Regions from separate parts of the Mus musculus genome. Here all the other regions are linked to region 1. The links are chromatin contacts, called in public Hi-C, HiChIP or PLAC-seq and promoter capture Hi-C maps. All regions are on one chromosome and are shown on one strand. The core of a region is the stretch at or near the end of the contact, and the rest is flanking DNA. Distances in the headings are between cores, read along the strand shown. Region 1 holds the start of Eefsec (eukaryotic elongation factor, selenocysteine-tRNA-specific). Region 2 holds the start of Cnbp (cellular nucleic acid binding protein). Region 3 holds the start of Prokr1 (prokineticin receptor 1). Region 4 holds the start of Gp9 (glycoprotein 9 (platelet)). Region 5 holds the start of Efcc1 (EF hand and coiled-coil domain containing 1). Region 6 holds the start of Rab43 (RAB43, member RAS oncogene family). Region 7 overlaps Copg1 (coatomer protein complex, subunit gamma 1).

Region 1 (3,084 bases), core at 205-2,704:
CAGCACAGAGAAAGGGAGGCCACACAGCTGGAATGACCCACCTGCCCCATATACATGCTTCCAGGCTTACAGCACACTGCTGGAAAGAAACCCAGGGCAAGCGGAGAAGCAGGAAATGGGTCACTGGAGCTACAGCAGGTAGACTCAGCCACACCTCCTTTTGTGCTGGGTGCTTACAAACAGGTTATGGGGTTCTGTTCTTAGATTTAAGTGTAGTTAAATGGGTTTGCAAAAGGAATTTAAAAAGACATAGCAACAGTTTCCTGTAGACGAATGGGAGGGGTCACGCTGAGCAAGGAAGGGAGGTTACAAGACCTTTTATTTATAATGGCCTATTCCTAAGTGGCCTGTAATTAAAGACTAATTAAGTGGTACAGATCCTAGAAGCAGATTTTAGCAGTGCCCATCATGACTGAAAACACGCAGGCCCTTTGCCTTAGCTAGTTCACACATAACTTATCCTGTTACACTAGTGCACATCCCAAAACCTTCTGGGCTAGAGTTATTCACTGCATTATGAATAGCAGCCAACTCTGGGAAAGTCACGAGGGTCAGTCAAGAAAATGTTGGTATAAAAGTACAAAGGAACTTTATGTGTAGATATAGTCTCCAGACAGTGATGGTTTGTGTATAAAGGGGACTGGGGGATGAGATCCTGAGAGAGCCTAGAGCACTTGCCTCTTATCAAGGCACTAGGCTCTACCCACTACCCCAACCGACCACAAGTAGTACAACAGAAGGAAAAAAACAGGATCTTTCATTTCTGCACCTTGTCTGCGTTTCTGTGTATGTTTCCTGAAACCATCCATACACACAGGAAACTGAGAGCAGTGTTTGGGACAGAGAACCAGGAGACCAAAGGACAGGTACGTGGTGACTTTTTTTTTTTTTTTTTTTGAAACTTGTATACACCCTTTTTGCAGGGTTTGTTTCTTTGGATCATTTTTCTAGGAAAGCATCTCGGTGCACGGCAGTGAAGGTGAGAACTGTGTCCGCGTCTGCGGGCTGTGAGTTCGAGACCACAAGCCTTCCGGGCTGGTGGCCAGGCCTAGGCTGTCAGGCCGCCATCCATCCCGCGAGCTCGGACCCCGAGCCCGGCTCCCGCCCCGGCCCGCGCTCACCGCCAATGATGGTCCGGATGAGGGAGGCGTGCCCGGGGCAGTCGACCAGTGTGACCTGCAGCAGCGTGTCGCTAGAACCGGGTTCTGCCCCCGGCAGCGGCACGACAAAACAGGAGAAGCCCAGGTCGAGCGTTATGCCGCGCTCGCGGCTCTGCGGCTGCTTGTCGAAGGCAGCAGTGGAGGCCGTGGTGCTCAGCGCGCGCGCCAGCGCTGTTTTGCCACTGTCGATGTGACCCAGCACGCCCACATTCACATTTACCCGCCGGCCGGCCATCCCGCCGCTGCCTCTCACGCCGTCGCCTGAGCGCCAGCCCCGCGGTCCGCCTGCTAAGCCGCACCCCCCCGCAACCCGCGCTGAGCGCACCGGTTCCGGCACGGAAGCTTCCGCCCTCGGGCGCCCACAGCCCTATGGCAGAGCGCACACAGGGCGGGACAAGAGCCGGCCTGCTACCTGGGTTTGCTGTCATCCGGCTCCCCACGCCACAAAGTCTCGCCAGTCTGAGATTAGGGATTCCTCCTTCCATCCATTCATCCATCCATGCATCCATCCATCCATCTCACCATCTATCCATCCATTCTTCCTTCCCTCCCTCCTTTCATCATTCCACTCACCCAGTCCATCCACACATCCCTTCCTCTATCCCTCCATACACACTCATCCATCCGTCCATTCATTTCTGTCAGCCTTTATTTTTTTGTTTGTTTGTTTGTTTGTTTTTTGTTTTTTTCAAGACAGGGTTTCTCTGTATAGTCTTGGCTGTCCTGGAACTCACTTTGTAGACCAGGCTGGCCTTGAACTCAGAAATCCGCCTGTCTCTGCCTCCCAAGTGCGCCACCACCGCCCGGCTGTCAGCCTTTATTAAGTGCAGACTGTATACACTTTACTGGGATGTGGTGATCGACATTATTTGCTGTGAAAACAGGAGTAAGTAAAACCCAAGACCAGTTGCCAAGCCAGACTATCTGGAAAGGACAGAGATGGGAAGGCGGGGAGCCTAGTGAGGAAGATACCCTCAAGGACTGTCACTAGACGTCCAGTGCAGACTGAGAATTGACCATCAGAAACCTGGAAGCACTGTGAAAAGAGGAAGAGGTCCTCGTTGATTCAGGGGAGGGGAGGTGGGGGTGGGGACGGGACAAAAACCTCACTTTGAAGTCTAGGCTGCCATGAGGAGCTGCAACTTAACTGTTGTGTATGAACTTGAATGTGTCGTGAGTGCTATACCAACCAGCCTCTGTAACCCCCTTCAGGCATTGAAAGGTGCCTAGAACCATGAAAGAGGTCACAAGCCTAAGTGGTTGCTCTGGCAAAGGATAAAAGCCTAGGAAAAGAAGGGACTTGGGGCCTCACAGGGGAGGAATGGCACTGGAGAGCTGAATGGCACTGCTCTCATGTAAAGGGGGTGGGGCTTGCTGGCCCAACATTCCCAGCCTTCCTTTTTCTAGGGCAGGAGGGGTTGCGGTTTGCAAGTGAATTGGTTTACACGGGCTTGTGTGCTAAATGCTTGGGCCCCAGCTGGTGGTCTGTCTTATGAGATGAAGCTTAGCAGAAGGCAGTAGTCGCTTCCTGTCCACCATGAAATGAGTAGTTCAGTCAGGCTGCTCCGTTCTGCTGTCACCAGGACAATATACTGCTGTGCTGCCACAGGCTAGGGGGATCAAGCCCAAGAGACCATGCACTGAAATCTCTAAAACCATGAAGTCAAACTAAAGTCTCTTTCTCTCTTTGTCTGTGTAGCTGTTTCATCACAATGATGCAGCCTAACATAAAGCCTGACTTCAGAGTGCTGACAAATATTTTAGCCTTTGTTGATAAAAAATTCCCTCCTGAGGGGAGTAGCAAATGACATCTACCCACTCTTCCTAAGGTTCCAAGGACAAACCAAAAAGGCAGTACGACAACAATTCTTCTTAGGATTGAGTTTATCCGGCTTACTTATAAACATGGGTGAGAGGTAAGGAG
Region 2 (2,955 bases), core at 230-2,729, 600 kb before region 1:
TTCAATATATACTAGGAGCAAATGGCTAACAAATTTGCAAATTTAAAATTAATCCATTGTCATAAGTCTCTCCAGAATTGGGTCAAGCAACAGGAAATGGTAATTTTTATCACATAAAACTACATCTGGGGGTAAATTGGGGATATAACTTAATTCCCTTTTACTTTAATGCAGTCAGATTGAGTGTCGTGGTTTCTTGTCTATTTTGTGTCTTCAAGAATATTGCAAAAACCTAACCAGCCGATTGCTGTGCAATGTCTCCTTTTCCAAGACCCCCACCCCCACCCCAGATGTAGTCACTTCCTCTGAAAGTGCCTGGTGGCCGAGGCCATGTGCTTGACATGTGGCAACAGGCAAAAGGCTTCACCTATAAAATCAACACCTAAACCCAAGTGAGAACGATTAAACCGTCCTAAAACAGGTTTTCACGGTAATGAAAAATCTAGATTGATCTTTGCCAACTCTACTTCCGAGGCTTTCTTGTAATTTATATCCATTTAATCCGAGAAATATTGGCAAGGACTTCTGCCACCCTGATGGCCTTAAAGGCCTGACAACCTACGGGTCCTATCCACCCGGTTCCCGCTCCATTAAAAAAAAAAAGGGGGGGGGGGGGTGAGGGACCTAAGACTTGACTCTCATCGATCCAGGGAAAGGTGGTTTCTTTTGACTAACGATGTCGAATAAGCTGCTTAAGAATACGAACTACAAGAAATCAGGAGTTTGAATAAAGGTCGCCAGTACAGAGAACCGAATCCAGACTCCCAAGCCTTACAGCGGCGTGCGCGGGCTTCGTCACAGGCCAGGTCCTGAGGCCCCGCAGCCGCTGGCACATGGCCCGCCAGGCCTCCACCGGGCGCTCGGCCTGGGGACCTCCACCTCGACCAGGCTCTCGCCCCCGCCACACCGCCCCGTTCCAGGAGTTCCCGCCACACTGGCCCTCGGCGCTAGGCCCGCGCGCGACTCTCCTCGCCTCGGCCCCAAGGGCGCCGGGCCTCGTCGCCACACGGATGAGGCCTGCGTGGCCCTCGGGGCCAAGAGAGGGCCCCACGCTCCAGCCCTAGTGCCAGCGCCGCAGGACGGACAGGACGCCCGCCACAGTACGGCGGGCCAGAAACTGGAGCCGAGACGCCGCTCGGGCCGAGCCCCGCGCCTGACGCAGCAGGGCGCAGGCCGAGGTGCGGCCGCCATCGCGCCTCGCAGTTCCGGCCCTCCGTCCGTCTCGGCCGCACCAACCCCGCCACCTCCGTTGCGCAGGCTACACCCTCGCCTCTCACCTTCGGCGTCTGAGCTGCCCACAGCGGAGGAGACTCGGACGAAGAACCAAGAAGGCGACTCGCAAAGCAGCGGCTGTTTATTTTCAGGGTCCTTGCCTGCGCCACACGCGGGTCTGCACACGGCCCCACACACGCCGCTGCGCACGGCTCTCCTCCGCCTCGCCCACGGATCCAATCAGCGCAGGAAGCCAGGCCAGCCAATCAGAATCGCCCGCTGGGAGCGCGGCCTCGCGCGAGGGCGGCAGGGGCGGGGCGGACTGCTCCACGCCCAGCCTCTTCCGGCCCGCAGCGCTCGCGGCCTTCCCGCCCGTACCTGGGTTCCGTGTCTACGATGAGTGGTTCGCTGCTTTCCTACTAGCAGTTCGTCCCTCGAACCTTTGCTGGTTCTCTCCAGCCTACGGGGCTGATCCGGGCAGTGGTCGCAGCTTGCGGGAGCCAATCTCCCCCTGCCCGGCCTCCCCTAAGCCTGGTGGGGCTCAGAAGCAGACCAGGTTCCAATACACACACACTTAGGTTTGGGGGAAGGTCTTAGTGGCCTGATCATAGAAGCGGCTGTGGCTACCGTTACGGTCCATGAGATGCGTTTGGGTTTTGTGTTTCCTGGGTATAAACCGACAGCGCGCTGCTAGTGCCCCTGGCTTGCAATAGCCCCAAATGAAAATGCCTAATGAGGTTGAAGATGGTGACAGGTGATTTGTGTCACAACACTTCTTGTGACCCATAATGAATGACATCCCTAGGATTTGTGGATGAGAGGAGGCCAAGAAAGTTATTGCCTGGGCTGCCCCATTCAGGAGTGACCGTCGTTTGCATTTCATGGTGTCTCCAAAATAGATTGTGTGTGTAGTCATAGGTCCTCAAAGCAGAAGATAAATTTTTCCTGTAAGTCCTGGGTTTGATTCCCTAGCGTTACCACACACCCTGAAGACAATTTCTATATAAACTAAAGCATTCTAGAACTCTGTCCCGTTTTAATGATTTTTTTAATACAAACATGAAGAATCTGGAAATCTCAAGTCTCTTGAGTTCTAAAAAGTACTAAAATTTGTCTAGATTTTAGTTTCCGCTAGCGACTTACTCTTTAAACTTACACATGGGCCTGCAGAAATGACTTAGAAGTTGAGAGCAGCCAGGCGTGGTGGTGCATACCTTTAGTCGCTTGCACTTGAGAAGTAGAGGCAGTAGGATCTCTTGTCAGTCCAAGTTCATCTAATCTACATAACAAGTCCCAGGTCAGCCATAGCTACATAGTAAGACCTTTGGGCTGTAGATATGGTTTAGAAGAGCATTTGTCTCGCACAAGACTCTAGATTCCATTTCAACAGAAGAACAAAATGTTCAACCATAGTCAGACCCAGTCTCAAAATAAGCAAAAAAAAACAAAAACAAAAAACAAAAAAAAAAAAAAAACACCAGCAACAACACATGCTGCTATTGAAGAGAACCAGAATTCAGTTCCCAACACCTATATCCTACTAACAACTACATATAACTCCAGGTCCAGAGGATCTAATGTCCTCTAACTTAGGAGGTGCACATAAATATACCCAGCCACATACACATAAATCTTTGTTGTTGTTCTCGTTGTTTGAGGCAGGGTCTCTACATGGCCCTGGCCATCCTGCAACTCACTACTCATAGACCATGCTGATCTTGAACTCACAGAGCGTTGCAGATA
Region 3 (2,911 bases), core at 240-2,739, 860 kb before region 1:
AGCTATGCTCTTCCTCAAGCTGCGAGGGTGAGACGGTGGAACGCAGAGGAGGCCTGTCCTAAACCCCAATCCCTGTGTGAACACCTGAACTTTGTCCTTGTGGACAGCCCCATTCTGAGGTAGCAATAGCTGCTTCCCACAGCTGGAAAGAAAGGACTCGTCTTGGGGCTCAGCATAGCACAACTGCAAATTCACAGAGCCCTGAACACAGAGAACCGAACCTGGAGCCTCCGTTTACAGAGCCCTCCTACTGGAAGGCTTCTGCAAGCTTCCTGTGTCCCTGTCAAAAACCTGCTGTGGCTCTACAAGCTTGGCACACTATGTGCCAAGGCTCGTCCTAGTCGAAGGTCACAGTCACAAGCTGTCACTTAACCCAGAGGGCTAGAAGGGAAACCTGAGAGCAAAACCCCTTGGTGAGAGGTGTGTCCTCAGGTTAACAGCTTAAACACGCACGGTTTTCAGTTTAAACACGCAGGGTTTTAACATCCTCCAGGCAGATCGATACTGTCTGTAAAGATCAGAGCTGTTGGAGAGGCAGTGAGTGCTATGCCCCAGAACCACCCAAGTCAGTGCTCAGGCCTCCAGGCCAGCTGCAAGGAAGGGAGGGAATCCTGGACTAAAGACCAGCATCCCGCAGGGCAGGGATGGGGAGAGAGGGTCTGTCAGTAGTGAATCTCCCTCCTGACTTTTCCTTACACCTCTCCCAAGGCATCAGGCCAGGGAACTGGATATGGGAGAAGATCGGGGTCTGGAGTACACCCTAAATGTCAGAAGGAAATAAAATTGCTCAATCTGAGATCCTGGGAAAGGGAGGAAGTAAGTTGTCCCCAAGATTTGCCCCAAAAGCCTGCTGCCCAGTGATAAGGGGGCAGGGCTGAAGTCCCTCCGCACCCCAGGAGGTTCGTCCCACCTGAGCCCTCTCACAGTTCTTTCGTAGGCTTTGCCCTTCTCTCCTGGTCAGCTCAGCCCCCCCCCCCCCCCCCAGCTCTGCTCCCATTAGATAAGAGGCAGAAGGCAGAGCTGAGAGGCCAGCAGACGCTGCCCGGAGCCCAGGCTCATCCCTTCTGAGGGGTACCTCTACAAGCATGCTGCCAGCTCGGCTCAAAGTTAGGATTTAAAGAAACGGTCCAGAATCGCCTAGGAGAGAGAGACGGTTGGAGGACTTGTCCCCTGGTCTTTCCTGGAATTGTTCTCGCCCTGGGGAGCAGCCCACTACCTTATGTCCTCTGCTGCTGGGGCTGCAGTCCCCAAGGACCCTCTTCATTCACCTAAGGCTGTGAGCGGGCAGTCTAGGCTCCGTCCACCCTCTACACGTGGTTCTCAGAGCGTCTCCGGGGCTGTCGGTACCTGCGAACCAGAGCGAGGATCTCAGACGCTCCTCCGGAGCTCTGCAGCAAGGGCTAGGAGCACCTCTGTCTTCTGAGGGTCTTTCCGTGCTCGAGTGGCAGCTGGCCTCCTACTACTTCGGCGGACGGACACACTGAGCAGAGGCTAAGGCCAGCCAGCCCCGCCCACAGCACGCTGTCTCCGCCCCGCCCCGATGTTCCCGCCCATATTCAGTGATCTCCCTCCTGCTGTCTCTCCACTTTCCTCTCCCTTCTGTTCCCATCTTTCACTCTCTATCCCTCACTCTGGGGACAGGTCCCTAAGTCGAGTGGAACTGAGGATGCTGAAGTGTCAGGATGCAGAATGTGTGGCTCCGTGTGTCGCCTGAGCACCAACTCTAAGGCGACCCTGCATGGTGTGACCAGGCTCTGCCTTTCTTGAGCCCCTGGCACCTCGAGTTCACTGGCCCATTGCCGCCCGAGTGGGCGGACTGGTCACGGGAGCTTGGCGCCTTCAAAGGACAGAGAATCCCTTCCCCTGCTGTTCTCCCTGGCTGGGAGCGCTCAGACCTCACCCCTGGGCTTATCTCTGCAGCCCTCAGCTGAGAGCATTGTCTGCTGCCTGGCCTCTGTGGTAAGCTCTTAGGGATTTCTGGAGAATGGATTCAGGAAGGAAGCCTCTATGCCATGTCTGCTCAGCAGCATGACCAGGTTTCCAAGTGTTAAATAGGAATCACCATGCAGCCAGCAATCCCATCTAAAATACACGACTGGAAAAAAAATTGAAAGCAGGAATTTAGGTATGTGTACACCGATCCCCACAGCAGCTCTAGTCACTGTCATCAAAGGGCAGAAGCAACACAATGTCAATCAACTGATACAAAGAAAACAAAGGAGTGTGTGCATATCTTCGCAGTTTACTAAGCCTTCAATGTGTGTGAACTGTAACAGGTATAACTCTCGTGTGCAGTGGCAGAGGTGTAAAATGGCGTGGCAGCTGTGGGAAATAGTACAATGCTTCCTCAAAAGAAAAAAAAAAAAAAAAAAAAAAGGCTTTCCCTACCACCCAGCATCTCCACTCCAGGTAATTCCTTAAAATCAAATAAATACAGGGTCTCAAAAAAATCAAATAAATACAGGGTCTCAAAAAAATCAAATAAATACAGGGCCTCAAAGAGATGTTTGCAAATTCTGTTACAGTGTGGGCAGCCCTGAAGCCACGTGTATTAATTATTTTCCTCATTGCTGTAACCAACACTGGACAAAACCGGCTTGTCAAAGTAAGGGTGAGGTTAAGAAAGGATGCAATCAAAACACAAGAAAATCAAGAAGAGGGAAGACCAATGAGTGGATACGTCATTCCTCCTTAGATTAGGGAACAAAATACCCATGAAAGGAGTTACATCGACAAAGTTTGGAGCTAAGACGAAAGGATGGACTATCCAGAGACTACCCCACCCGGGGATCCATCCCATAATCAGCCACCAAACCCAGACACTATTGCATATGCCAGAAAGATTTTGCTGAAGGGACCCTGTTATAGCTGTCTCGTATGAGGCTATGCCAGTGCCTGGCAAATACAGAAG
Region 4 (2,963 bases), core at 305-2,804, 670 kb before region 1:
CACAGCCTGGGCGCTGTAGACCCCCATTCACCCAGGGACTCTGGCCCCACCTTGAGGAAAAACCAGCTACCCTGAAGATGGGCAGATCCGTGAAGATTCCTGATGCCCAAGGCTCTACCATAAAGGGAAGAAACACTCACAGAGGCTGAGGCCAATCAGGGGCAGAGTCCTCACAAGAGTATGAAGGTAGGTTCCAGGCAGGTAGGACTCAGGGGCCAGAGGGGACCCAGCCAGCCCTGGGGAACCAGAGCTCACCCAGTGAGAGTTCTGTATATATGCAGCCCCTATTCTGAGAGCAGAAGTGGACAGATGCTGCAAAGAGAGCATGGGGCTTCAATAGGTCCTGCCACCAGCCTGGTCCAAAGGCCTGTCTGTCTACAGGGGAGGGCAGCAGCTGGCCTGCGAAAGTGGGAGAGGACTGTGTAAGAGAAGGAGGAGGTGCTGTCCACCTCTGCCCTGACCTGGGCCCATATGACTTCTCCATGAAGAGTGCACAGGGATCCAGCAGCAGACCATGTTGGTGGCCTCTGTCCTACTGACACAATATCAGCCTCTGTCCCTGTGCCTTAGATGGTGGCACTGCTGCTCCCTGCCTCAGTTTCCCTCTCCAACTCTACACCCGCCTGAATCTCTCCAGATCAAGGAGCCAGGATACTTTTATTGTGTCTGTTGATCTTGGCCAACACCAGCCGTGACCACAGGGTTGATCAGGGGTCTCTCACTCTCCCCAGTGGTCCATCTTTCCTCCCACAGTCCCAGGAGCCCCAGCTCCTGGACATGTTACTTCAGCCCAGGCTTCACCAGTGGCCCCCGTTCTGTGCCCATGAACTCTGTCATCTGCTAAAAATCCATTGATTTGGTTAATATTCACAACTGTGGGGGTTTTATGATTTGTTTAAAAAAATGCAGATTTGAATTTTAATTGCATAATGATTCTATTTCACCATTAGGTCCGATTTTGATTAATAGCTTGTAATACCAAAACCATTCATTAAACTGAAATGGGAGTGAAAACAGACATCATGCTCAAGTGGAAGAGGCTATAAAAGTAACATGAGATAAATTAGTCTCCTGTCTCCGAGAGGCTCAGCCCTGCAAACCTGCAACTCCGTGAGAAACAGGAAAGAGAGGGGCCCAACAGGTGCAAAAGGCACCATGGAGAGAAAGGAGCCTCCCTCAGCATCTTTAGAGAGAGGGAGGACTATAAATAGACATTCACACCACACCTGGGGAGGTAAAAGCATCAGGACCATCGCCTGAATCTACAAAGGAAAACTCACAGCCAGCCATCACTCTCCTCCTCCTCCTCCTCCGGGAAGTCCTCCCCAACTACTAGCACCAGGCAAGGGACACCTTGATTGGCCCACAGACCCATCACACAAGACCACAGGCTGCTTGAGGTACAGAGGTACCCCTCCCTTAAGGTGGGGTTGGTCTACAGTTCTATGTCCAAGGCCCTAGGACTCTGGGTGCCTCCTGGCCCTGACAGGCCCTCGGGGCTGTCTTTAGGGGATAAGCCAGGCTATTTTCACCATTTCCTTCCTCCTGTCAGGCAGCAGCCACACTGCCAGCTCACACAGCTCACACACACCACCACCACCGCAGCCTTGAACAGGATGGTACCAGCCCACAAAAGGTGTGCCCCAGCCAAGGCCTCACAGGTAAGCAGTCTCCTTATTTTCAGCATGACCTCCTGCCTGGTGTCCACTCCAGCTGAGCTGGCAGAAAGAGAGGGGACACGTCTGTCTCTCCCTGGACGATCTCTGCTAAAAGACAGAAAGTGGGGGATCATTTGCTCTAAGTTGTTAACCAGCAACTTGGCTGAATGAAGATTCAGAAGTCATTCAGTGAACACCCCCAGAAGCCTGCTCTGAGGTGGGTCCTGGTAGGAGAGCAGACAAAGGAAACGGCCCTTAGCCCTAAGCCAGGAGAAAGGGCTGCAAGCCAGGCAGACCCACATGGCCATGAGACACTTTCCTGACTCTGGACTTTGCCATGGACTTCTGGGTGAGCCTAGGCAAGTATTTTCCCTCTCTAAGCTTCCCATTCCCAGTTCTGGGCCTTAGCCTAGACAAGTGGCTTTCAAGACAGGTCTATGAGTTCCCCATCAGTGCTGCTGCCCTGCGAGCCCTAAAGGTTTTTTTGAATCAGGCATCATGGGAGAGTGGACACGGTGCTGAACGCATTCCCTGGCCTGACTCCCAGCCCAGGCAAAGGACTGGGTACAGCCCAGAAAGACATTTCCTGTTCTCTGTGGCCAGGGACGAAGACTGGAGTCCCTTAGCAGTCCCCTGTTTCCCTATCTGAGCAGAGGCTTGGATCTCTGCCAGAGACCAAGAAGGCCCTGCTCCTCTCTACCACTCTTCCTGGGCTGTACCCAACACGCTGCTGAGGCCTGGAGAAAAAGTGTAGACCCTGTCCAGCATAGGTATCCTGGCACAGGCTGACAAGCGTTAATCTCATTGCTCTGCCCACAGCCTGCCTCCTGGATGACTACCTGGGGCCTCCTGTTTCTGCTCTGGCCTGCGACCACAGATACTCAGGCTTGCCCCAGGCCCTGTACCTGCCAGTCCTTGGAAACCATGGGGTTAAAGGTGAACTGTGAGGGGCAAGGCCTCACAGCCCTGCCCGTGATACCAGCGCACACTCGCCAGCTCCTGCTGGCCAACAATAGCCTGCGTTCAGTGCCACCAGGTGCCTTCGACCACTTGCCTCAGCTGTGGGACCTGGATGTGACACACAACCCCTGGCACTGTGACTGCAGCCTCACCTACCTGCGCCTCTGGCTGGAGGACCACATGCCCGAGGCCCTAATGCATGTGTACTGTGCCAGCCCTGACTTGGCCACCAGGCGCCCGCTGGGCCAGCTGACAGGTTATGAGCTGGGCAGCTGTGGCTGGAAGCTGCCACCATCCTGGGCCTATCCAGGGGTGTGGTGGGATGTGTCACTAGTGGCTGTGGCT
Region 5 (2,700 bases), core at 43-2,542, 720 kb before region 1:
TGTACATCTTACAGTGCAATCTCCCATTTCAGCAAAAGAGCCAGTGCACCGATAGCAAAGGGTTCACCATCACCAGAAACAGCAACCAGATGTTCTGTGGCTGCCATTCCTTATGTGCATCCTTGTAGAAAGCATCCAGTAATGTTCTGTGCAGTGTTGTTATTATCACATACCATTCATTAGTCATAACAGTCACAATAACTGCTGTAGCGTGTTTCCTCGTTTATCCCTGTTCCACGATTTGTCCTGCCTGGGCCCCTGCTGAATATCAGCTTCTAGCCATTATAATCAATAATGTGGTCAATGAACATGCTGTGCATGTGGTTTTCCAAGGTAGAAGCCAAGGTATGGTATTGTACATTATTCCGTTAAATTGCCATTGGTTTTATAATTAACATATATATGTACACATGTATATCCAAAATGCTTGGGATGTCTGATTCCTTCCCGAAGTGTGTGGAACAAAGGACAAAGTGCTGGTCGGGGGTGCTATAATGGAGGAAACAAAATGATAATGCTTTTCAACTGGGATTTGTACACAAAACAAGATCTGCTTATCTAATAGTCAAGGGCCGCTGAGTTTGCTCTTCGCTCCAATATGGCTGGGTAAGGTTCCCATGGCAAGCGCCAGACGGAGTCAATACTACATTTCTGTGAAAGAGAGAAGAAAAGCCAGTTAGCTCTCAAGAGCAAGCAGGTCTGCCCAGCATCTTCCAGAATCAAGTTCTAGGGCACCAAAGAAAATAGTGGCCAAACAACTGTTTACCTCATCCCAGCCAGCGGAAGGAGCTCAGGCCAAGCAACCACCTGGAGCCCAAAGGTGGCCGCGGTAGACAACCACTTTCCTCTCACCAAAACTCTAACTTCATCCACGTCCAAGTTTGTTTCCTCCTCGGTTCTAGTTACGAGGAGGGAGGGAGAGCTTAGGAAGCAGTCTGGAGAAGAGGCAGAGAACGGCCGGCCGAGGGCTGGGAATTGCAGAACACAACAGCAGGCGCAGGCGCTCCAGCCTCTGGTGACAATAGCGGAAAGGCCTGGAGAGGGCAAAAGAACTGAGTCAGGAACTGGTTACAGTGATGGGGATGGGGATAGGGATGGGGAGCGATGGGGAGTGCAGGTCAAGGCCATTACTAGAGCGCGTAGCTCCAGCGCCTCCCATCGGGACAAACACAGACGTCCTGCACAGTCCACGCAGCTGCCTGGATACGGTCCCGTGCCTCTCTGGCCTGACCGTGGCCGCCCAGCCCCTCCCTCCGCGGACGCGGGCGGCTGTCTGAAGGCGCCGATCTGCCGAGAGAAACCGCCAGGGTTTGGGCATGGAGAGCTCGGCGGGTGACCCATACCGGCGACCTGCGCGGCGCACTCAGTGGCTGCTGAGTGCCTTGGCTCACCACTACGGGCTGGACCGCGGCGTGGAGAATGAGATCGTGGTGCTGGCTACCGGTCTGGATCAGTATCTGCAGGAGGTTTTCCACCACTTGGACTGCCGGGGAGCGGGCCGCCTACCGCGCGCCGACTTCCGTGCGCTCTGCGCGGTACTGGGGCTGAACGCTGACGGGGAGACGGCCACGGAGGACGCAAACTCCGCGGAGGCGGCCTCCACGAACCCGGCTGCTGGGATGATCGCTGGCGGGGACGCGGACGTCAGGGAAGAGGCGCGCCTGGCTCTGCGAGCCGACCCTCCAGAGCTCACCTTCCGCCAGTTCCACGCGCGCCTCTGCGGCTATTTCAGTAGCCGAGCGGGGCCCCGGCTGCCCCGCGGAGCTCTTAGCGAGCACATCGAGACACAGATCCGCCTCCGCCGCCCGCGCCGCCGCCGCCGGCCTGGCTCACCGAGCCTGCACGGTGGCGCCTATGGCGAGCGGGTGGCACATCTAGAGGAGGAAAACAGTAGCCTACGCGAGCTGGTGGAGGACCTACGGGCTGCGCTGCAGAGCAGTGACGCGCGTTGCCTGGCCCTTCAGGTGCGAGGGATGCCTCGGGTGGAGACAGAGACGCCCCACCGCGGCCCAGCCCCTCCTCAGCTGGTTCTCTCCGTTCCCCATTCCACCCCCTTCATTCCAACTTCCACCCCAATGTATCATTCCTTAAGATCCCAACTTCCTACCCAAGTCCCTTCTAATCCTAGAAGGAACCTGTTTAAGTAGCCAAGTAGTGATGGGTCAGCACACATCCTTCTTCGGGAGGTTTAAGGAAAACAAAGGACTGACTGCCCTTCCCCAAGTCAGCGAAACTTGTTGAATCCCTCACAGCCAGGCCTCTAGCCCAGGTGAGAAAGACAATGATGGCCAGCAATGAGGGCCAGGCTCACTCTGAGCTATTGAGGTGGAGCCATTGAGTGAGCTGGTCTCTGGGATCAGTCAACGAACACTTGAGCCCTCGGTGTTCAGTGTAGCTCAGGTGACCAGCTAAGGGAGAAAAGGGGCCCTTATAGGCGTATAGGAAGAGGACCTGCGTTACATTGGTGTCTCCTGTCTCCTAGTTGCTGCAGAGTACAACTAGGTGTCAAAGTGGCCTTCGTGGTTCATATGTCTGCCAGGAGAGTGTAAGATGGGGCAGAAGGAACCCTGGGAGTGCGTAGAGTAGTGTGTGTGTGTGTGTGTGTGTGTGTGCGCGCGCGTGTGTGTGTGTGTTGCCTGAGACTAGGTCTCTCATTTAAAAGGGTCTCTCCGTCTTTCACGCTCAAGTGCCTACTGGGCA
Region 6 (3,019 bases), core at 479-2,978, 630 kb before region 1:
CTTGACCACAGACATACTCCACCCATGGCAGCCCTTCCCTGGCCACCTGCTCCAAAGGAATGGTCCAGAACAGCTAAACCTGCCTGCCTGCTCTTGGCCCTTTTCCACCTCAAGGAAACCAAAATACACTGAAACCCAAAAGACACCCAAAAGACCGTTTAAAACGTTGCAAGCAAATCTCTAGAGGCACAGTGGTCATAAAAACAATGATTGTTGACTTGCTTTTTTTTTTTTTTTCTACACTATGGGACAGGAGAGAGGCAACACCCAGAAATTATCCCAACTTTATAGAAACAAAGAACAAAGTATTCCAGCCAAGGGCAACAGAGAACAGGCCTACAGCCACCCAAATGAGCAGCGAGCCACACCAGCAACAGGGTCAAAAGACTCCCATCCTCGGGCTTCACGTCTGAAAACACAAGACTGCCCCCACCCAGTTCTCTTTAAAGCTGTCTTGAAGATCCTTGTGAACCAGAAACCGTGAAAAACGGCAAAGGATTTCTGCAGGGTGGAAATCAGGAAAGTTACTAAGAGCCTCTGTGCACAAGAACAGCGCTGTGTCCTGTCCAGGATGCTACCTTTTTTTTTTTTTTAGGGAGGACAGACACCTAGGTTAAGAAACTTGATTTCATTCATCACAAATATTATTTATCAAATCATTGCCAGGACATTGTGACAACCACATCCTGCTGTTTCTGCTGGGGTCATTGCCAAAGTTTGCTTCTCTCCCCCACCTTCCGGTATCTGTGATGAAGTTTTCGGTTTCTATCAACCCTTAGTCGGGGAGGCCCCCCACCCCCACCCCAACTCCGCGCTGGCCCTGGTGGAGTGGAGTTCCACCACCGGGTCCATAAAAGAGACCGCGGGGAGGCGTGGCCAGGGAGGAAATTCTGACAAAAACTTTTGGACCTCCGGTCCTAGCAGCCACTACTTCCTGGTCCCTCCCGGTCACGGGGATGTCGTTATTTGGCTGAGTGCTCCCCAGAGGGCCGCGCAGGGAAGGGTCTGTCCCGGCATGCGTGGCGCTCACGGAACGGCCCGCAGGTTGCCTTCCACCGCAAGTTGTTTCGAAGGAGTCCCCAGGCTGAGAGACGGGGGGGCGGGAGTGGGGTGCAGGCTTCCTCCTCCACGCTCTGGCCGCCCACTGTCACCACTCCCAGAGCCCAAGGTGGTGCTTTCGGACCTGAACCCAGCACGGACATCAAGGCCCAAGCCCGTTCTGAAAGAAGGGGAAGCCGAAGGACTGGCCGCGAACCGCCCGCCGGGAGCAAAGCAGCGGGCCGCGCCGCCTCCCACCTTGACCCGCTTGCCCTGGATCTCCAGCGTCTTCATGGTGAAGTCGACACCGATGGTGCTGCCCTGACGCGCCGAGAAGGCGCCGGTCTTGAAGCGCTGCACCACGCACGTCTTGCCCACGCTCGCGTCGCCCACTAACACCAGCTTGAACAGGAAATCGTAGTGTTCGTCCTGATCTCCCGGGCCAGGGCCCGCCATGGCTCCGCGGGAGTCCTGGGACGCAAGGGCCCGGCTTGGGCTAAGGACAGCCGCGGGCCGAGGTCCGTGTGCCCTAGCCGGCCCGCCGCCGGGCTACGTGGAGCGGCGGCGGCACCTGAACGAGCTGCACGGCGGACCGATCGACCGTCCCGCTCCGCCCCGCCCCGCTCCGCTCCGGAGCCCCGAGGACTCGGCTCCGCCCGGGAGCGCACCGCCCGGCCCTCCGCAGCTCTCTGCCAGCCGTCGGTGCCGTGCCGGCCCACGGCTACCTCAGGCCCGCTCGTGCGCCGCCTTCAGGGCGGGGCGAGCCTCCCTGATCCCCAGCACCGCCCATCTCCCGCCACTCCGCCTCTGGGTCCCGCCCCCAGGACCGCCCAGTCTCCCCCTCCCATAACCAACACCTCCTAGCCTGTCAGTACAGTCCCGACCCCCCAGCACTCCCTCTAAGCTTCTCACCTCCCCGATCCTTCTCCGAGCACCGCCCGCACCCCACCACGGCCAAAGCCTCCGACCCTTCTCTCAACACCACCCCAATCCCGCCCTCAGCACCGTTCTTTCTCACTTCTCAGCACTTCACTAACCCGGACTTAAGCCCGGTGCGGATTCGCTGTCAACAACGCCTTGATCCTCTATTTGGTCCTGACCCCGCCCTTAACATCTCTTACCCCGCCCTAATCCTCCGGAGCCTCTTGGCTTGGACCTCGCCTTAGGCACTGCATCCAAGACGGAAATCCACCCGCACCTTTTCGTAGCCCTGGAGCTAACTCCTCCCTAACGCCTCTCAACTCAGCTCTCCGCGCCTCTTCAACTCCGCTTCGGTCCGCTGCGCCCCCATAGCAGGCTTTGGCCCCTATTAGGTCAACAACTCGTTATAATCGCCAGTTCATCATTCCCTAACCTCATGCCCTTCTCAGCCGGGCCCCACGTCCACCCCTCACTGACATGCCTCCGTCCCTCGCCTGGCCTGCACCCAGTGGGGAACAGGCAAGAGTCGTTTCGGGGCAGGGGACAGCTATGGCTGACAATGAAGGGCTGATGAGGCAGAACACAACTCAATGTTCCCTCTTCGGAGAATGGAAAGTTCTGGTGACACACAGTAAAGGCAGCTTCCCTTAGGTGAAAAAGGAAGACAGAGGAAATGAAAATCCTTGAGGGCAGAATGGCCTAGAGTTCCATTTGGAAGAATTGATAGAGCAGACAGGAGTCCAGTCAAACCTGGGGTGGCTGGGAACAGGAGTCCTGGTCCCAGCCAAACACCTCCTGCACAAGGGAAACCTGTGAGTCAGCCAGCTCAGAAGTTTGGCCTGAGAAACCTGAAGTCACAGAAATGGGACCCAGATGTCTGTAAACAGTTTGAACTAGATCAAATAGGCCCCATCCCTAAAAATGAGAGAAAGCTGAGAATACTCTAGCTTCTTTGGACAGCCCCCTTAGGCCCTGCATGGCTATTTGATTCGATAGTTTTTTAATAATGGCTGTTGCAAGCCAAACATTGTTCTAGGGCCTTGAGATCCATCCATGAACG
Region 7 (2,783 bases), core at 122-2,621, 550 kb before region 1:
ACTCTTTGTAGCCCTGACTGTCCTGCCACTCACTCTATTGACCAGGCTGGCCTCGAACCCACAGAGATTTGCATGTCTTCCTCCTGAATGCTGGGATTAAAGGCGTGTACCACCACCACCCAACATATTTTTTAAACTTTTACTTTAGAATAATTCACAGGAGGTTGCAAATAAATAACTAAGAGGGGAGCCCTGGGCATTTCTTTCCGCTCCAGTGCCCATATCCAGCACAGTTGTAGTTGATGAGGAAACCAGCCGTTGTACGATCTAGAGAGCTTACTTCGATTTCGTTGGTTACGAGATGCATGTGTGATACCTTTCAAAATTGCTGCCACAGTCAGACTTAGCATCACTAGACAGCACTCAAGCTCTCCATTCCTAGCCCTGCACCCCCGATTCTTGACAGTCGCTAATATATTCTTATTTTGCATAGTTAGATTATTTCATTGTTATATAAGTGGAGTCATGAAATCTGCAGAGTTTCTGTCAGCAGATAATAGTAGGAGCAGTTTTTAATTCAGCAGGATAAATTCTAGAGTGTGGGTTGTACAAACTGGGCAGAAATCTACTCTGCCTGTGGGTTATATGAAGGCGATGTGGTGAGATTTGCAGATGAGAATAACCTAGCCCTCCTGACAGTGGAGGATGAGTTTGAGGAGACTTGGATCTCAGAAGATGAACTGGCTTAGGAGCCTGCAAGAGCGGTGATGTGAGAGCCATAGAAGGACTTGAATCAGTTAAAGACAAGGGAGGGGAGAGCAGAGGGAAGAAGTAGGAATGCCAAAGAGACTTCAGGAAAAGAGAGGAGAATGGAATGTCAGGTGAAAACAGAAAAGGCAGGGAAGAAGCCGGCCAGGCAGGGCTTGGAGACCGAGACACACTTGGTCTGCCAAGACTGCCATATTTCCCCTGCCTTAGGTGGGTTCAGGACTTATGCCCCAGCATGGAGAAGTGTTCCTCCTGGTTTCATCTTATGTTGAGCCCAGGGCATGTCTTCCCCTGGAGGGACTCTGTGGCATTTAGTGAGCAAGTCCCCAGGACTGTCAGGGACTGCCACTCATTCAGGTCTCTCTCCCAGGTGGTGGTTGTCCAGGCCATCAGTGCCCTGTGCCAGAAGTATCCTCGAAAGCATGCTGTGCTCATGAACTTCCTGTTCACCATGCTAAGGGAAGAGGTAAGGGCGGGGCCGCTGGGGTCCTTCACATTCTGTTGGTGCAGAGAATGGCCTGACTGCCAAACTTGTCTCTTGGTGTTACGCTCAGAACACTGTTAAACGGCTTGTTTCCGCGCCTGCGGCGCTTTAGACTCCGTGCACAGATGAAGCAAGAGCAGCAGCTGTCATAATTACAGTAGTGATATGTGACTCACCAGCATGGCAGCAGGTCCAGCAGGTGCCCCAAGGCAGTGCTTATACAGAAGGGCGGGGCATGGGTTCTGTTATGAAGTCTGGTGGTGCAGGATGCTGCATGTCAGTCAGGAGCTCTTGGAAAACTGGGGCTGAAAAACACAACATGGGTGCCAGGATTTTGTTGGGTGTTGTTTGTTTGTTTTAGTTTTGTGACAGGGTCGCTGCATAGATCTGGCTATCCTAGAACTTACTATATAGACCAGGCTAGCCTTGAACTGACAGAGATCCACTTGTCTCTGCCTCCAGAATGCATATCTGTAAGAAATGAACTTCCACTGGGCATAGTGGTGCCCACCTTGAATCCCAGCAGTCTGGAGGTTTCCTAAACAAACCTAATGACTTGATTTTAATCCCTGGATTCCATGGTGGAAGAAGAGAAACAACTTCTAAAAGTTAACCTCCTGTCCATGTTTGTGACATGAGATATATAGCCCTGTATTCACATACATTTTTAAAACATACACACAAAATGATAAGTGTGTGTGCATGTGTGTGCGTGTTAGTGATTTGGGGGGGGGTTGGAGAAAGTTTAGGAGTGCATACTGTTCTTGCAGAGAATCAAACTTTGGACTCATGATTAGCAGTTGATAACTGCCTATAACTCCAGCTGCAGGGGATTCAACACCATATCCTAGCCTCTCTGAGTACCTGTACTTATGTGTACTTATGTGCACATATCCTCACATAGACATACACACACACACACAACACACATTTTAAAAAAGAACAAAAGAAAAAAGGATTCTGGGAACTGAAGGTGTAGTTGAACTGGTAGGATGCTTGCCTAGCATGCTCGAAGCCCTGATTTGGCCCCAGCACTGTATAAACTGGGCAGGTGATACATACTGCACTTCCCATGCCTGTATTGCACATCCTAACAATTGGAAAGCAGAAACAAGGTTCAGAGCTCAAGGCCATCCTTGGCTACATAGTGATTTTAAGGTTAGCCTGGGATACACTAGACCCATCTAAAGAACTGGAACATGAGGCTTAGTGTGACTTGAGTGGAATGACCTGCCTCTCAGGTAAGTCTGAAGAACAAGCAGAACACTTTGTGGTATCTGAGCTCAGGTGCCTCTGGCCCTTAAAGCACAGGTTTCTCTCACTGAAAAAGCCCAAGCTTTGTCTCCTCAGCTTTCTGGCTCCCTCCCGGAAAGTTACATGCTTTCTGTAGCAGTGAAGGTTATGAATGGCCCTCACTGAGGGGCTGGAACACTCAGACCTGAGAACTTGCCTTGCCTCTGCTGACATCTGTCGTGCAGCCAGGACGTGGCTGCCTGCAGCAGTGAGACTGAAGCAGCGTTTCGGGGGTTTATAGCCTAGTACCTCACTCACTGTGGTCGCATGCTGAGCACACAGCACCTTGTTTTCCTTT

Evidence for each region. Promoter capture Hi-C pulls out the DNA fragments that hold promoters and counts their contacts. A called contact is a pair of places that touch in the nucleus more often than the background predicts. HiChIP or PLAC-seq counts read pairs in DNA pulled down with a chosen protein or histone mark.
Region 2: an H3K4me3 HiChIP or PLAC-seq map of bone marrow-derived macrophages shows a contact between it and region 1, with 5 times the contacts expected there. The contact joins the promoter of Cnbp here to the promoter of Eefsec in region 1. A contact is called at or near these places in 9 of 39 promoter capture datasets (the 3T3-L1 cell line, the C10 cell line, HPC-7-derived erythroid cells and 5 more), 1 of 484 Hi-C or Micro-C datasets (rod photoreceptor), 5 of 115 datasets of contacts at active chromatin or transcription factors (bone marrow-derived macrophages, embryonic stem cells, memory CD8 T cells and 2 more) and 1 of 9 other capture datasets (pancreatic islet).
Region 3: a contact with region 1 is called in a promoter capture Hi-C map of liver, with 3 times the contacts expected there. The contact joins the promoter of Prokr1 here to the promoter of Eefsec in region 1.
Region 4: a contact with region 1 is called in a promoter capture Hi-C map of neutrophils, with 2.7 times the contacts expected there. The contact joins the promoter of Gp9 here to the promoter of Eefsec in region 1. A contact is called at or near these places in 8 of 39 promoter capture datasets (HPC-7-derived erythroid cells, hematopoietic stem and progenitor cells, hippocampal neurons and 4 more) and 1 of 9 other capture datasets (adipose tissue).
Region 5: a promoter capture Hi-C map of liver shows a contact between it and region 1, with 2.0 times the contacts expected there. The contact joins the promoter of Efcc1 here to the promoter of Eefsec in region 1. A contact is called at or near these places in 2 of 39 promoter capture datasets (hippocampal neurons and liver).
Region 6: a Hi-C map of Th1 cells shows a contact between it and region 1, with 5 times the contacts expected there. The contact joins the promoter of Rab43 here to the promoter of Eefsec in region 1. A contact is called at or near these places in 7 of 39 promoter capture datasets (the 3T3-L1 cell line, embryonic stem cells, hematopoietic stem and progenitor cells and 3 more), 1 of 484 Hi-C or Micro-C datasets (Th1 cells), 2 of 115 datasets of contacts at active chromatin or transcription factors (microglia and pancreatic cancer cells) and 2 of 9 other capture datasets (adipose tissue and pancreatic islet).
Region 7: a promoter capture Hi-C map of hippocampal neurons shows a contact between it and region 1, with 2.2 times the contacts expected there. The contact joins the enhancer-like site here to the promoter of Eefsec in region 1. A contact is called at or near these places in 3 of 39 promoter capture datasets (the 3T3-L1 cell line, embryonic stem cells and hippocampal neurons), 1 of 484 Hi-C or Micro-C datasets (the HPC-7 cell line) and 2 of 115 datasets of contacts at active chromatin or transcription factors (embryonic stem cells and large pre-B cells).

The regions. Positions count from the first base shown.
Region 1 is chr6:88,445,085-88,448,168 of GRCm38.p6, forward strand. It overlaps Eefsec (eukaryotic elongation factor, selenocysteine-tRNA-specific), which reads right to left and starts at 1,455. Exons shown (of 7, transcript NM_023060.3): 1 at 1,122-1,455. The coding sequence starts at 1,395.
Region 2 is chr6:87,849,627-87,852,581 of GRCm38.p6, forward strand. Cnbp (cellular nucleic acid binding protein) reads right to left here and starts at 1,480. Exons shown (of 5, transcript NM_001347325.1): 1 at 1,278-1,480. It overlaps Gm44064 (WAS/WASL-interacting protein family member 2), which reads left to right. Exons shown (of 2, transcript XM_030255689.1): 2 at 734-2,687. The coding sequence ends at 1,612.
Region 3 is chr6:87,589,254-87,592,164 of GRCm38.p6, forward strand. Prokr1 (prokineticin receptor 1) reads right to left here and starts at 1,490. Exons shown (of 3, transcript NM_021381.4): 1 at 1,348-1,490.
Region 4 is chr6:87,776,516-87,779,478 of GRCm38.p6, forward strand. Gp9 (glycoprotein 9 (platelet)) reads left to right here and starts at 1,555. Exons shown (of 2, transcript NM_018762.2): 1 at 1,555-1,661; 2 at 2,478-2,963. The coding sequence starts at 2,490.
Region 5 is chr6:87,729,577-87,732,276 of GRCm38.p6, forward strand. It overlaps Efcc1 (EF hand and coiled-coil domain containing 1), which reads left to right and starts at 1,293. Exons shown (of 8, transcript NM_001159697.1): 1 at 1,293-1,964. The coding sequence starts at 1,317.
Region 6 is chr6:87,810,051-87,813,069 of GRCm38.p6, forward strand. It overlaps Rab43 (RAB43, member RAS oncogene family), which reads right to left and starts at 1,729. Exons shown (of 3, transcript NM_001039394.1): 1 at 1,297-1,729. The coding sequence starts at 1,494.
Region 7 is chr6:87,896,875-87,899,657 of GRCm38.p6, forward strand. It overlaps Copg1 (coatomer protein complex, subunit gamma 1), which reads left to right. Exons shown (of 24, transcript NM_017477.2): 13 at 1,079-1,174. Among named protein-coding and RNA genes, the nearest start is that of Copg1, 10 kb to the left of the region's middle. Within about 2 kb of position 1,372, at least 11 of the 459 cell types and tissues checked have an H3K27ac peak or open chromatin away from gene starts, as enhancers often do. A contact at or near this core is called in hippocampal neurons, where this site is marked.